Regions from separate parts of the Mus musculus genome. Here region 1 is linked to region 2. A link is a contact called in public promoter capture Hi-C data. All regions are on one chromosome and are shown on one strand. The core of a region is the stretch at or near the end of the contact, and the rest is flanking DNA. Distances in the headings are between cores, read along the strand shown. Region 1 holds the start of Dnah12 (dynein, axonemal, heavy chain 12). Region 2 overlaps Slmap (sarcolemma associated protein).

What was found. Promoter capture Hi-C pulls out the DNA fragments that hold promoters and counts their contacts.
Region 1: a promoter capture Hi-C map of embryonic stem cells shows a contact between it and region 2, with 4 times the contacts expected there. The contact joins the promoter of Dnah12 here to the enhancer-like site in region 2. A contact is called at or near these places in 11 of 39 promoter capture datasets (the 3T3-L1 cell line, the C10 cell line, the HPC-7 cell line and 6 more), 3 of 15 datasets of contacts at CTCF or cohesin (CD8 T cells, the NIH/3T3 cell line and pro-B cells), 1 of 484 Hi-C or Micro-C datasets (group 2 innate lymphoid cells) and 2 of 9 other capture datasets (adipose tissue and liver).

What each region holds. Positions count from the first base shown.
Region 1 is chr14:26,688,824-26,693,001 of GRCm38.p6, forward strand. Dnah12 (dynein, axonemal, heavy chain 12) reads left to right here and starts at 2,731. Exons shown (of 75, transcript NM_001370884.1): 1 at 2,731-2,876.
Region 2 is chr14:26,484,205-26,488,504 of GRCm38.p6, forward strand. The region is part of intron 1 of Slmap (sarcolemma associated protein); the gene reads right to left. Among named protein-coding and RNA genes, the nearest start is that of Gm24031, 11 kb to the right of the region's middle. Within about 2 kb of position 2,802, at least 51 of the 459 cell types and tissues checked have an H3K27ac peak or open chromatin away from gene starts, as enhancers often do. A contact at or near this core is called in embryonic stem cells, where this site is marked.

The DNA.
Region 1 (4,178 bases), core at 1,481-3,980, 200 kb after region 2:
AAAGTATATTTTCTCAGATTTCTTTCTCAGCATGTTTATCATTTGTATATAGGAAGGCTACTGATTTTTGTGTATTAATTTGGTATTCTGCTTCATTGCTGAAAGTGTTTATTAGCTCTAGAAGTTTCCTGACATAGTCTTTATGGTCCTTTATATATAAAGTTATATCACCTGCAAATGAACACTTTTACTTCTTTCTTTCCTGTTTGTATCCCCTTGATCTCCCTTCGTTGTGTTCTTTTTCTAAGATTTCAAGCGGTATATATTGAGTAGGAGTGGAAAGAATGGTCATTCTTGTCTTGTTTTTTTATTTTAACAGAATTGCTTTGAGTTTCTCTTCATTTAGTATGATGTTGACAATGGCTTGCCTTTATATGTTGAGGTATGGCTCTTCTATCTCTAGTCTGTCCTTCATGAAGAGATGTTGGATTTTGTCAAAGGCCTTTTCTGTACCTAATGAGATGATCATGTCGTTTTGTCTTTCAGTTTGTTTATGTGGTAGGTTGTGTTTATTGATTTATGTATGTTGAACCATATCTGCATTTCTAGGATGAAGCCAACTTGACCATGGTGTATAATCTTGTTGATGTTATGGTGGTTTGAATGAGAATGGCTCCTATAAGTGAATAGAGTGGCACCATTTGAAAGGATTAGGAGGCATGGCCTAGTTAGAAGTTACTGGTGGTGAGCTTTGAGGTTTCAAAAAGTACATTCCAAGCCCAGAGTCTCTTTCTTCCTGTTGCCTGTAGATCTGGGTATAGAAGTCTCAGTTACTGTCTGCATGCTGCCATGCCCCACTGCCCTAATGACAATGAACTAAACCTGTGAAACTGGTAAATGCTTTCCCTGATGAGAGTTGCTGTGGCCATGGTCATGTCTCTTCATAGCAATAGAACATTAAGACAGACATGTTCCTGAATTTGGTTGACAAATATTTTATTGAAACATTTTTACATCTATGTTCATAAGGAATATTGGTCTATAGTTCTCTTTTTGAGGGTGTCCTTGTGTGGTTTTGCATCAGGGTAATAATGGCATTGCCCCCATCACACACATCAAATAATTTTTTTTCAATTAAATAACCCAATTTGTTAACTGACAAAGGGTTTGAATAGGTATTTAATTTAAAAAACTTTTTAAAAGGGACTACTGATGGAGCCAGGTTGGCTAAAGATGGTCTTCATAGATTAATGTCAGGTTATTGGTGATTTGATTATACTATAAAATTTCTTCACTAGATCACTAAATTAATTTGTATTTGCCTCCCCTTTTATCCGTGTATTTTAGACTAATAAAAATAGCATTAAAAACCCTATCACATAAACATACAATTGTTTTGTTTTATACACGTAGACACTCAATTTAACAAGCTACAGAGTTCTATAAAGTTCATTCTCTTACTGAAGTCATACATATGGAACACTTACTGTGCGCAAGGCAGTAGTATATGATAGTTCATCATTAAAAACTTTGAGATGGTGACTAGCACACAGAAAACACTCAAATGTTGCTAAAAAAATCAATAAATTTGTCATCTGGAAATTGAAAAAAGAAATCAACCTTAGAAAAGTATGCTCCGAACTAAATTGTGGTCTGCCATGCCTCCTTTCCTCCAACCCTAGGCAAGAGGGGTGTTTTTGAGGAAAAAAAAACAAAACAAAACAAAAAAAAAAAAACAAAAACAAAAAAACCAAAACCTTGTTGCTTTGTTGTTCTGCCAGGGAAAGAAGAAAATTCAGCACTATAATCTGCAAAACCTTCAGTACCGAACAGTTCCTCAGAGTAGAAGAGGGAGGACACTGCCAACCCTGAAAATAGGACAAATGAGCTAACCCTGACAGAGTCATTGGAGCAAATACACCCAGGCAAAACCTGTAGGAAAAATAAGGCTCTGGAAGAAGGAAAGTGTTTAAACACTATTCCCCACTCCTGGCCTGGCCTTTGAAAACTACCAATATAAAACTGAGAGTTCCAGCTATCCCTGGAATGCCAGAGGAATCACTGTAGCTTGTGGAGGACAAGTTGTTAAATGAGGCAGGTCACATCACGTCCACTGAAACAAGACAGACATAGATCTCATGGCTTCTCATGGCAGGGTGTTTCTTTGAATGGAAACACAGTGATAAAGTAGAAGAGACTGCTGAGTGGAGGAAAGGAGCCAGGCAGTGTGTGGAGAGCTCAGGAGGGAGAGTATAGGAGTGACAGAGAAACCCATATCGAGTCTCAGAGGGAAACCCATTACTAGGTATGCTAAGAGAAACAAAATACTCCATAGCAACTTTTTTATTCATCCCTCATAATCTTCCTGGACTATACATTGGAGTTTCAAGTTACAATGTCCTTCCTTAAACATAGCTGCAAAGTTTGCACACCTTAACCTGTTTGATTTTTGGTAAGGACTTCCTGAAAGTGTTGAAAAAACAAATAGCAAATATAAGAACAAGATAAATTGTATTGAGGCTTGGTTACAGTAGTTACAGAAAGTCATTATGGGGACACTTGAAGACTCCATTCTTCATTGACAATGAATATTTATATAAATCTATATATTCTCCAATAGATTCAATTTTCTAGTCATGCCTTTTCCTGCAATTTGGAAATCTTGATTTCCTGGACTCCTTCCAAGGTAAGGCAGTTAAACAGCAACAACAGCAACAAAAATCACCTTGCCCTCGATTCACTTGAGTGAAAAGCAGTGTAACTGTTTATCTTAAGTCTCTCTTAGTTCAGCAACTGCCTCTTCTAGCAACCTTCACCCAGCCCTTTTGGTAGGCAAGACAGTTTCCATGGTGACTATGTTGTTTCTACTGGATTGCAGTAGCCCTGCAGAGGAAAAACTCTTTGTCAGTCCCTGAGAGGCGAAAGAGAAGAATCAGGTACCATTTCTCTTCCTTTCCTCCTTTTTGTGTTTTTTGTTTTCTGTTTTTTATTTTTTGTTTTTTGAGACAGGGTTTCTCTGTATAGCCCTGCCTGTCCTGGAGCTCACTTTGTAGACCAGGCTGGCCTTGAACTCAGAAATCCACCTGCCTCTGCCTCCCGAGTGCTGGGATTAAAGGCTTTCGCCACCACCCCCTGCTCTCTTCCTTTCCTTCTAAGATCTATGATTTGAGTGCCTGCAGAAAATCTCCAAACCCTGCGGCATTTGGGGCAAGTGTAGTTGATACCATAGTTACACTGCTGAGTGTTTATGTTTTATATTTGCTTTGCATTAACTATGGCTATTATCTGTCAATCATTACTGCCACGGACCACCCTAGTGGGGTATGGGGGTCCCTGAAATGAGGGTCCTTGAAGCTAGGTGGGTAAGGATTCAGCGGTGACAAACAGAGACAAACAGAGGCAGTTTGAATCTGAGTGTATTCTGCAGCTCTCAAGCAGGGGGTTTTATACATTAAAAAACCAAACATTACATCTCTTAGGAACGATATCCAGTGAAACAATCACAGATACCAACAAAAATCATTTGGCATAATAAAGCACAAAAATCATCCAAGCATTACAACTTTATGTATTCAGTGAATCACAAACAGAACAGGTAACATCATTATAAATCATCAAAATATAACAATTTTAAAAGGATGTATTCAGTGGGGGCTGTCGTCCAAGGCTAGTGGCATATTTCCAGGAGCAGGTTAATAAATCTTTATGGTCAGTGCTCTTAACCAGTGAACTAACTTTTCAGCCCCAGGGTCAATTATTATTTAACATCTAGTGGCTGATTTTTTATAATCTTCAATGTATAAATTTAAACTATTTTAATTCTTTCTAGTTAAGGCTTTCTTTACCATATACCAAAATCCACCTCTGATGACACACATGTAGCCATATGAAATTTTATTGTTGGGAAAGTTTTTATCATAATAGTTTTGTAAATGATTTAGAAAGTAAAGTGTTGGTTTCCCAAGGGATAAGGTCATGTTAGTGGCCCCATCTCTAGGGATGGTTTCTTACCCATTATTTTCTCTTAAGATCTTGGCCTAGGTTACCAGGAACATGTAAATAAGAAAAGGAATAAGAGAAAACAAAACAGATAGATTACCATGAGAACTACGGCGCAATATTTTTTCTCCAGTGAAGAGTTCCACAACCGGTTCCAGGAGGCCTCCCCCTTTTGAGGTCGATCGCCTCAGTTTGTGGAACTTGTCACACTGATCCTACTGGAGGTGCTGTGGCACATC
Region 2 (4,300 bases), core at 1,552-4,051:
TAATGAAACCTAACCGCAAGAGTAAAATGAAAACATCTCCAATACAGACTAATAGATTCATATATAAATAAGAAATGTGATGGTTAAACAAGTTAAATTATCTTTCCAAAGACCACAGAGGTAACACACACAGACAAGGACTCAGTAAGATCAGAAGAATATAACTTTCATGTTTCATTATCCTTCATTCATCTCTCAAGCACTCTTCAAAATTAATCACATCAATAATTTGCTAAAAATGACAGTTCATTTCATTTATTCCCAGGTAACAATTTAAAGGCTACTATACTATCTGTAAATGATTTATTGTTTAAAATTTCAACACAAAACAACTGCTGACTTTGTCTAGCAATTCATACATTTAATTACAGGTCATTAAATTCTGTTGATATTTTACAAATCTATCCAAAATTTACATCCCTTAACACCAGAAAGACAAGAACAGGCAGCCCTATCAGGAAAGAACAGTTATTCACAAAACCTCTTTTAGCATTAGAACTTATTGTATAAAGAAATGGAGGGGAATACTTTTAATATATCATTAGGAAATGTAACAACAAATGGATTCTGGTTTAACTTTTTAGTATTTATGCCTGGAAATGACATACATAGCTAGTACAAACTTACAGTCACTTCAAACTTCTAATAATGACCTGCTCACCAGCTAAGTGAATTCACAGGATTAAATTCCTATCTTTTTAATACTCTACATTAGTTTTATTTACATATGGTTGGGTGTTTTGCCAGCGTGTCTATTCCTGCACCATGTGCATGCTGGATGCCCAGAGGCCAGAGAGGGTGTGCAATCCCTGGAACTTCGGATGCCTGTGAACTACCACATGAGTGTTGAGAATCAGTTCCGAGTCCCTGGCAAAGATGCTCTGAACCATTGCTCCAGCCCTGTTGTTGTTCTTGTTTTAATATGCAAAGTAAAAGAAAAAAATAAAAGTTCATGGAACAAGGTTCAGTACTATTTATTTTTTAAAACTTTGTTGAAAAGCAAATAAAAGTCTATAACATAGATTATGGACCAACAGCTTATTTGTACATTCTACATATAATTAAAAATAGCAGCCTTTTAAATAAAAAATAATAAATCAGTATTAATGCATGTTCTTTTTAAAATCGACCATGCTATCTTTGGTCTCCACTTAGCTGGTCCATGTTATTTATATTACTTGCTCATTTTTTTGTTTGTTTCTAGTCTAATGGCTTCCAAATACCTTAGAAATATAAGGCAGTTTCTGCTGTAGCCTAGAGCAGCAGTCCTGTGTGACTGTTTCCTCTCTCATGTCTCCCCATGGCACACTAGTGCCCACTCCTAGCTCTGCATATGTACATATGCACAGACTGACTCCTTAAAGCGGTATCTGTAACAACAGACTGATGCTCTGAAAATTTTTCAATGTTGAAAGGCTTTGCAAATATCCAAATAATCAGAAAGAGCTGATGCTCCCAACAAAACAAAAGCATGGTTGGGCGGGGGGAGAAGGAGGGGGGAGAGAAGGAGGGAAGGAGAGAGAGAGAGAGAGAGAGAGAGAGAGAGAGAGAGAGATCACATATATAACAGATAACAACAAATTCTAACTCCATATTGAAGATGTTGGTTCATTTAGTCCTCAAGACAAGCTCGCACATGCCCCAGGTTGGCCGCAGACTTGCTCCAAGCAGAGGGTGAGCTTGAACTTCTGACACGCATCACTCCCAAGTGCTTAGTAAAGTAGTGCGGAGACAAGCTTGGCAAGCACTCCACAAACAGCGACAGCCTTAGCACTATATGGGGGAGTTTTCTAAGTGTGGTTACAAAATGAGTTCTGTATGGACTGCAGGTAATGCACGCACGCATGTGTGCACACACACACACACACACATTTTAAATCTATCTCAACTGTCACATAAAACTGAACAGAGTGACTAAGACAAAAAGCCAAAATCCAGACCCCCACAGACAGCATTTATAGGACAAGTAGATAGTGAGATATCCACATGAGCCTCAAAACAAAAACAGAGAAAACCACTGCATGACCATATACAGGGTGACCAGACCTGAGAATCACAAAATGGCTACCAGGGGACAGTTTGGAGGACAGCAAGAGAAGTTGAAAATAGAAACATCTAGCTCAATCCAATAACCATATATACTTGGTTCCTAGTTGAACCCAGAGCCTTTCTCAGTGAAAAATTAGGCTCTACCACTATGGTAAACAAGGTCTCCCTATGGAAATTCTTAAAACAAACCAGCCAACCAAAGCTGCCTTCCAAGACACAGCTTCTCATAATGGAAAGAAAGCAGCTGGAAATGGAGTCAGAAGTGCCAACAGGGATGGCAAAAGAAAAGATCCATAAAAAGTGGAGAAGGAAAAATAAACTCATGTAGTTTTAGAACGTTTCACAAAAAACAACACAAGAGGGCGCTCTGTGAACTTGGAAACAAACTAAGGAACTTAAGGAAAAATAACTGAAGACACAAGATAGCGAGCACAGGGGTGGGGAGACCTCAGAAAAGGTCGGAGGAGGTAAAAAAATAAATAGAAAGGGTTCTACAAGAAAAGTTGGTGTCATTAAGTACAATAAACAGTGCCTAAAGAGAAATGAAAAGCAATATGGAAGCAATTGTTATAAAACCGCAGAGAAATTATCAAAGGCAGACCGCCAGGGCACCAGGGTAGTGGCTCCTCTCAGCGTCCGTCCACACAGAGACACTTTAAAAAAAGGAAAGAAATCAATAACACCTCCAGAGCCAGCCTTGCTAGAACTCAAGGAAATATGCAAACACTTAGAGCAGTGCACAAACATTCATTCAAGAACAAAGTAATATAAGTGAGCTGGTGCCAGCCACTGCATGTTTTCTCCCCAACAGGAACTCTAGGCCTTTATACTTGTGTGTGTGTGTGGGGGGGGGGGGGGGGTGAGGGAGAGAGAGAGGTCTAAACAGAGAAGAGGAAATAATGGGAAGAAAAATACTCCATGTTCCCTTTCATGCAGAACCTAGATTTTATTAGAGGAAGGAAAGGGGAAGGGGAAGGGGAAGGGGAAGGGGAAGGGGAAGGGGAAGCGGAAGCGGAAGGGGAAGCGGAAGGGGAAGGGGGAGGGTAAGGGAAAGGGAAAGGGGAAGGGGAAGGGAAAGGGAAAGGGAAAGGGAAAGGGAAAGGGAAAGGGAAAGGGAAAGGGAAAGGGAAAGGGAAAGGGAAAGGGAAAGGGAAAGGGAAAGGGAAAGGAAAGGAAAGGGGTTCTGAAAATCAGTAAGAAAACGAATGGTATCACTCACCCTTGGTCTGCCTACCCTCCAGAACAGCAGAAATCTGGACAGCACCAGTATGCATTCCCAGAATGGAACCTTGCTTGGTACCTGACTCCGGAGGGAGCAGATCAGACCGTAATCACAGATTACTGTGTATTTTAACCTCTCCGAAAGTGACATGAAGGACTAATGCAGAACTCACCTAAGTTAGAAAAGTAACTAACTTTTACTGTTTAAAAAGTGTGATTTGCCTATCACAAGCAGTGCCACGTAAGAAAAGTAATCAATGCTACATGCCACCTCAGAAGACATAAGTCAGCCAACGTTATGCACTAATAGAAAGGGAGAACCTCACAGCCGTCTCAATCTACGCAGAAAAGGCATTTGAAGGAGCACAGCACCTCTGCTTGTAAACACTCAGAGGAGGGTGGAATCAGCAGGCAGCTTCCTAACACAAAAACTCAACAACGAACCTTCAGACACAGAACAGCAACCTAACGTCAGGGTAAAACTGCAGATTAAAGCCATTTGTGTGCGACTTGGTGTCCGAAGAGAGCCAGTATAATAAAAGCAAACACTATCACAATGAAGGAAAGAGCAATGGGAAATAGTAAAGAGAGACAGCTGAAAGGAGCTGAGAAACTGAGATGTGGAGACACAAAGAACAAGGGGTGTGCCAGTGGGGGTGGGGGTGCACACGGGCCTCAAGGGTGCGGCAGACAGCCCTGGTGAGGCAGAAGACAGTGATCCTCCCAAAGAACAAGCCTACAGCCCTCACAGCCCCAGGTCCAGGGTTTGGGGCACTTCAGAGCTGCCCAATTGTGTCCCTGGCTGTGTCTCTCCGGGGCTGCTTGGCCTGTGCCACCTTGAGAGAATCCATTCTCTAAAGCTGAGTTACCCTGGATGGCCTGAGAAGTACCAAGCATAAAGAGCAGGGTTGAAGTCAACCTCACAGCCCCAGGGTAAGACAAACAGCAGTGTCAGAGTGCAGGCTGGGCCTTCAGGCAACAGGAGGCTCCGCTCAGGCAGTGATCAGACAGGGTGAAGTGATCCGTCACA